2 separate regions of the Danio rerio genome follow, and region 1 is linked to region 2. The links are chromatin contacts, called in public Micro-C maps. All regions are on one chromosome and are shown on one strand. Each heading gives the region's core, a stretch centred on a gene start, on an enhancer-like site or on the middle of the called end of the contact. The rest is flanking DNA. Distances are from core to core; before and after follow the strand shown.

What was found. A called contact is a pair of places that touch in the nucleus more often than the background predicts.
Region 1: a Micro-C map of caudal fin shows a contact between it and region 2, with 5 times the contacts expected there. The contact joins the promoter of txndc16 here to the promoter of si:ch211-266o15.1 in region 2. A contact is called at or near these places in 3 of 18 Hi-C or Micro-C datasets (caudal fin, hematopoietic stem cells and an unstated tissue).

Annotation. Positions count from the first base shown.
Region 1 is chr17:16,216,885-16,220,084 of GRCz12tu, reverse strand. txndc16 (thioredoxin domain containing 16) reads left to right here and starts at 1,894. Exons shown (of 19, transcript XM_679925.8): 1 at 1,894-2,285; 2 at 2,459-2,541. The coding sequence starts at 2,144. It overlaps gpr137c (G protein-coupled receptor 137c), which reads right to left and starts at 1,054. Exons shown (of 7, transcript NM_001007433.1): 1 at 380-1,054. The coding sequence starts at 772.
Region 2 is chr17:16,031,549-16,034,848 of GRCz12tu, reverse strand. It overlaps si:ch211-266o15.1, which reads left to right and starts at 1,666. Exons shown (of 29, transcript XM_684300.11): 1 at 1,666-1,809.

The DNA of each region.
Region 1 (3,200 bases), core at 645-3,144, 190 kb before region 2:
ATTCAGACTGTCCTGTGAAATGCTCTGTTGTGGGACTCGGACAGAAACTGATGACCTCCAGCTGTGCTCTTATTACACTATCACGGATATGTCAAATGTCTTTGATTGTTTAAAGCAGCATAATTTGACTTTATAACAATACACCTCTGGTTTTAATCGCAATTACAGCGTGAAGTTCCAGTCAGTCACATGAAGTAAACACATTTGGTGGGAGGGGACCCACTTAGATGCGAGTTGCATGAAAATGGCTATCAGACTGAACGCACAATTATTCATTTCCTCTCTATGGTAGATTACATGCTACTTAGACTACCTGCTTTCATAAAGACGTTGTGCAACACACTGCGAGACACAAACACATTGGGAAAACAGCACTTACCTGAGCAAAATAAAGGTTGAGCAGACACAGGGTGAAGAACTGCAGGCAGACTGGGAAACAATACAGCAGCCAGAACGGCAGAGGCTGGAGCTGGTTTGCTTGAACAACATTTTTAAAGTAAAAAGAGAAGAGCGTCGTCCTCAGAGCAGACCAGAGCAAACACAGAAAGAGAAAAACACTCTGGTAGCTGAAGCGTTTGTGTCCGTAGTGCAGAATCAACCAGAGCTGCAGGTAAACAAACACGAAGAGGAGCGAATACAAAACCGTGTAGAGAACAGTGAGACCGAGCTGCACGGACGGGGGAACCGCAGCCTGGATCAGTTCGGCGGAGGATGATGAGGATGAGTCCGTCCAAACACTGACACTGACCTGGTTTTCTAGTAAAAACAACATATCGACACGATGGCTCGCTATCACGCCGACTTATCCAAAACGAGTTGTCCAAAACTTTTCATGGAGATGTTTTGAAATGATACAAACACTGAAAAACGTCAAACTTAATTACAAATGACACATGAGCGGAAAATAATAAAACTACAGCCTACCCTAAGTTATTATCGTATTGAACAGACTTTAAAACAATTCTCAGATGTTTGTAACCAAAAATTGGGAAAACAAGTAATTAAAAAACAGCAGAGCCCCCAATCTCTGCAAGGCAGCTCCCTCCGACCTAAGAAAAACCAACTCTGGAGCTTGGAAAAAAAAGCGATCAGCTGGCTAGCGTTGCAGATTTGGCCCCTCCTACTGACCAATAGGAGCGAGCTAGAATTTGACGCGCCTGTTTCGCCATGTTGGCTCTCAGCTGAATAGCGCTGAATGGAAAAATTCTGTCGCATTCGAGCCAAAATGATAGGCTTTTCAAGTACGTTCGCTGACGACCGAGCTACTCCCCTCCTACTTTTTTGACAAACCAATCATTTGTCTTTTTAGGTGTCCTGCCTCTGTGCGTTTTTAATTTTCAAACAATCAGCATTGTTGTTTTCAATACCGCTTATTTGCTTAGACGTTTGCGCTTGTTTGTTTTTCATGTAAGCTATACAGTAGTTTGGTTTGTCAATTAAATAGCGGTGTGAAAAATAATATATTTTTTAATAAAGTGACGCGGGTATAATATTGATACATGTAATAAATTATTGAAGGATATTTATGCAAGGCATAAAGACTAATAAATAAAAGGAAAAAATCACAAAAATATGCAAGGCAGGTCCCACAGAGTAAAGAAAAACAACTGTGTAAAAAGAAAATCAAATGTTGGGCTAATAAGAAGAACGTGGAAACTGACGCGCTTTAGTAGTCATGTTGGCTCTCAGTTAAAATTGTGGCGAATCCCAATAAAAACAGATATTGTGAGCCAAAATGACCGCCGTTTCAAAAGGCTGCTACCGATGAGCCAAGATCCTTCCGCCTACTTTATTCTTATTGGTTCTAACTTTTCACTTTGAGCTTTCTGGTTGGTATTCAGGACACGGTTAATCCCTCCTCTCATATTTGATTGGACGACGTTTGCGCATGTTGTTTTAGTGTTTGAGGATGTAGTAGAACTCGTTACATTTACAACACTGATCTGAAATCATTATTAACCTAATGTATTTGCTAAAAGGCTGCATTTTTTGTTTGTATTTTAAGTTTTGGAAGATGTGGGGATGCGTTCGGTAACAGAACAAGCGAACGGTTTTGATGGGATATGAACGTCTTATTTTTGCACATCCTAATTATGAACTAATATAAATAGATGTAAAGTACATACAGTGTAAATGTTGCACCATGTGCACCGTATATTTGGTCACGTTTGTGTTCATCCTAACAGCAGAACAATGTTTCTCAAAACTGATGGAAGACTCCGGCCAGAACCTCATGGAGAGGATGCAAACTGGGAAAACATCCTTTATATACTTTGGAAATCATGGTGAGACTCTGTTAAATGATTACAGAACAGTTATTATAATTTGCAGGTCTAAGCAAGAGTCATTAATCACATCAGCACAGAACAGTATTTGCTGAGTCAGTAGATTTGAGGTGTCAAAATCTTTTAAAGTTAATTTTTAAAGTCTATTACATAACATCTGTATCTGCTTGCAGTCAATCCAACCATAGAACTGTTCATAGAGCAGCTCCAGATGTCAGCTGATGCTCTAGAGGACTATGGGATAGCTGTTGTAATGGTGAGCAGAAAATATGTGCATAGGAATATATTTTTTGTAGTTTTTATTATGTTATTTTGCTACATAATGGCTGACCCAGCTGCAATAACTTCAATGCAACCTAAAGGGGTGGTTCACCCAAAAACTGAAAATTCTGTCATCATTTACTTTCCATTTGCTTGTTCCAAACTTGTTTGAGTTTTTTTTTCTATTAAACACAAAAGAGGATAGTTTGAAGAAAGCTGAAAGCCTGTAGCCATTGACTTACATAATGTATATTTTTGCCTACTAAGGAAGGTTACAGGTTTTTAGCTTTCTTCAAAATATCTTTTTTATTGTTCAACAGAAAACAGAATCTCATAATGGTTTATAACCCCTCGAGGGTGGGTAAATTTACATTTTTGGGAATTTACATTTTAAATTCTATTTTTTTGTTAAAAAAAAAAAAACATACAGTCCGTATTCATAACGCTTCACTTTTTCCACATTTTTTAATGTTACTGCCTCATTCCAAATTTGATTAAATTTAATTCCCCAAAATTCTACACACAATACCCCGTAATAACAATGTGAAAAATATTTTTTTGAATTTGTTGCAAATTTATTAGAAATAAAAAAAACTGGAAAATCACATGTACATAAGGATTCACAGCCTTTGCTCAATACTTTGTTGATGCACC
Region 2 (3,300 bases), core at 417-2,916:
TTGTGAGAAAATGCAGCATGTTTCATTAATTTGTTTGTGTTGTGAGAAAATGCAGCACGTTTTATAAATTTGTTTGTGTTGTGATTGCATTAAAAATTGCAGTGCATTAAGCGCTCTTGGCCACTGTAAGAAAGCTCCAAAACAATGACATTCATCAATGATTAATGACTTTGAGTACATCCCTCTGCACATCAGACTCATTATATTTTTTGCCTAGTTAAAGTCTGCGTGAGCCGTAAATTGTTGAGTTTTTTTATTTTAGTAAGGTTCCAACTGAAACAGAATATTGAGTGGGGGAGGGGCTTTCTTTTTTGCCTTGTAGCAAACTAATAGTAAGAGGATCGTGGTTAACAATATTGTGGGTGAAGCTCTTGAACTGATGTCAACAGACAAGGACTGCCACTTCAAACAGAAGCAAATGGTCAGACTTTAATTGAAGACTACGAAACAATTTTTTTTAGCAGCACCGATTTTTCTAGCATCGATTAATTGTTTGCTCTAATGCTCTTTAGAATCTTAAGCACCCGTCCTCTTTGGTATAAATAACCTCAAACAACTTTCTCATCAAATCATGACCAATCAAATGCTCTATCTGACATGCACCCTTTAAGACTCTTCTCAATTGCCTGTCATTTTGATGCACTTGAGCTTATCCACTCTCATTGGCAGAGCAGTGATAAAAACAAAACACTATTGGCTGTTTTTTTTAAAAAGGGGAGGAGTTACACTATGTCCCACCCTCTCTTCGTGTTTCGGTTAAAATTACGTCATACATTGGATAAAAGAGCATATTTCAAAGCACTTCAAGGGACCTTTAAACAATATTGATGATGAACTTTTCAGACACCATAAATGTTTTCCATTGAGACTTTTATTTTTCAGTAAGCCAGCTATAGCGCTTCTTACGGACTGCCACATTACAAAATTGGCATTTTTAGGATCTTCATATGTCTGTCTATATCTATATAGAATAATGTGTTTATTGCTGTTAATGTACTTCAGATTGAAGAAGAATATTAAGTAGGGGCGGGGCTATTTTTTGAGCATCATTTACAAATGGCGAACTAACTAATAAAGGGGCGTGGTTACGCACATTGTGGCTGAAGCTGCCAAACTGATGTCAGAAGTAACTGGACTGCCTCTCTAAACGAGGATAAAAAGGTCAAGCTCTGATTGAAGATTACCAAAACAAACCTCTCCGTGGTTATCCGAGAAACTTGCACAGATTTCCTGTTCATCTAAACAATAACAATGTGTGCTAGCAGAATAAGCATTGTAAATTTTGATTTCACTTGGAGTTTAAAGCGATTTTTTTTTTAAGATTTAGACCAATTTTAGACTTTATTATTAGTCTGTGATTGTCATTATGATGTAAACAAAACTCTATTGGCCACTTTTTAAAAGGGGAGGATCTATTTGATATGCTCCGCCCCATCTTGTTTCAGTGAAAATTCGTCAACATATTGAATAACGTTACGTGTTTTAGGGCATTTCAGAGGAACTTTAATGTTCTACTAAAGAAAAATCTCACCTACATCTTCAATGGCCAAAGGGTGAGTAAATAATCAGCAAATTGTCATTTTCATTTACCGGTGAGCTATCACTTTAAGACCCTGCATTTATCCTCCTGGACAGCAGGGTGCAGCAGAACACACCGAGCTTGTTGGGAAGCAGCAGGAGCTCGAATCCCGTTGTGTTGCTTTGGCGAAAGGCTTTGTACGTACAATACAACAGTGAAAACCGAAAGACGTTGAAAACACCAGAAGAACGCATGAAAGCCCCCGTTTGACAGCCGAACTTCACCTTTTCGTGAGTATACATTTGAACGCGCCACTTTCCTTTAAATTAAAGCCCCATTTCCTCTGTGTTCCCTCTCAAATGTAGCCTGCTAGCACGCATGCGAAGGCAGAACGCGGGTACGATGCTGATGGTTAGCAGTTTCTTGCTCAGATTGTTTGATAAACCTTTTATAAGCGCTCATAGGCACCTAGTATCGCTATTAATAAAGATATTGGGTTACATTATTAACATAGCGAAATAATGCAGTGCATCCAGGGAGTCTGCAGCAGGCATCTCTCAATGCAGATGCAGAGTCAGAACACACACACACACACAACAGAGCGTGCACGTGTGGCTCGGTTTCCAGGGCAGTGCTGGTGAAACAAATGCTTAAATAAATGTAAACACACACGTGTGAGCTTCATGTTTGGGTATGTATGTGCTCTAGAAGAGATTTGCATTCTCGGTGCACTATGACGTCACGCACACTCCGAGGCAGGGGACCGGAAATACGTCATTACATGATGCTAGCCTTGGCCTTGGAATTTTGCCTCCAAAAATAAAAGAATTTTGCCTCCAAAACTCCATGGACTCTATTATTCTGTTGATAATTAGCATTTCTGTTGTAATCCTGTACTCTTAATATGTTGTCAATATCAAAAGTGCCACATCTACTGAAATATTAAAGCTAATTAGGTAATTGTGGCTTTAAATCTTTTCTTCTGTATTGTAATGTGAATATCAGTTGAAAAGATTATTGAAAAATAATAAAAGAGGGTTGACTCTACAGGTTTTTTAATCAGTGGCCACCCCCTTTTTTAGTAGTGATGGGTCGTTCATGAACAATTTGTTAATTTCGAACGAATCTTCAATATGACTCGGGAGCTACGAGTCCTCTCAGGGAGTGATTCGTTCATCCGAGCGTGCGCACATATGTGCAGGTGGTATTGTTCATTTCAAGTCTTTTGAGTCGTTCATCGCGGAAAGGCAGAAGCCCATCATATGCGTTTAGAGCCTGAAAAAGAATTGATCCGTTCATCTCTCGAGTCCTCTATCGCAGGGGTTCCCAAACTTTTCAGCCCGCGACCCCCAAAATGTCAATGCCAGTGACTCGTGACCCCCAATATTCTCTGAGGTGGTGGTTATAAATACAGAAACCTTGTATGCAATGACGCGCACAAACACACCAATAGACCCAAGTCTATTCTTTGTTTTATTTAATGTATGTCAGTGTTGTAAATGGGCTAGAAAGTTTAAGCTGGTGTTACAAAATCTGCTGCATCTGACAGTATTGCTGTGTCTTTAGTATAATGTAATTACCCGAGAAGTCGCAATCCAATAGAACTACTAACTATAAGCTACTATAGTAACTATAAACGACTATTTTTTTCTCTTCAGTAGGTTATTGATAAAATACAGTAAGTCTTAAGGTTTCATAAAAATTAATTGATTTTTAAAAATCACCAGGCGACCCCCCCTTCATTGTCCCGCGACCCCTCGGGGGGTCCCGACCCCCACTTT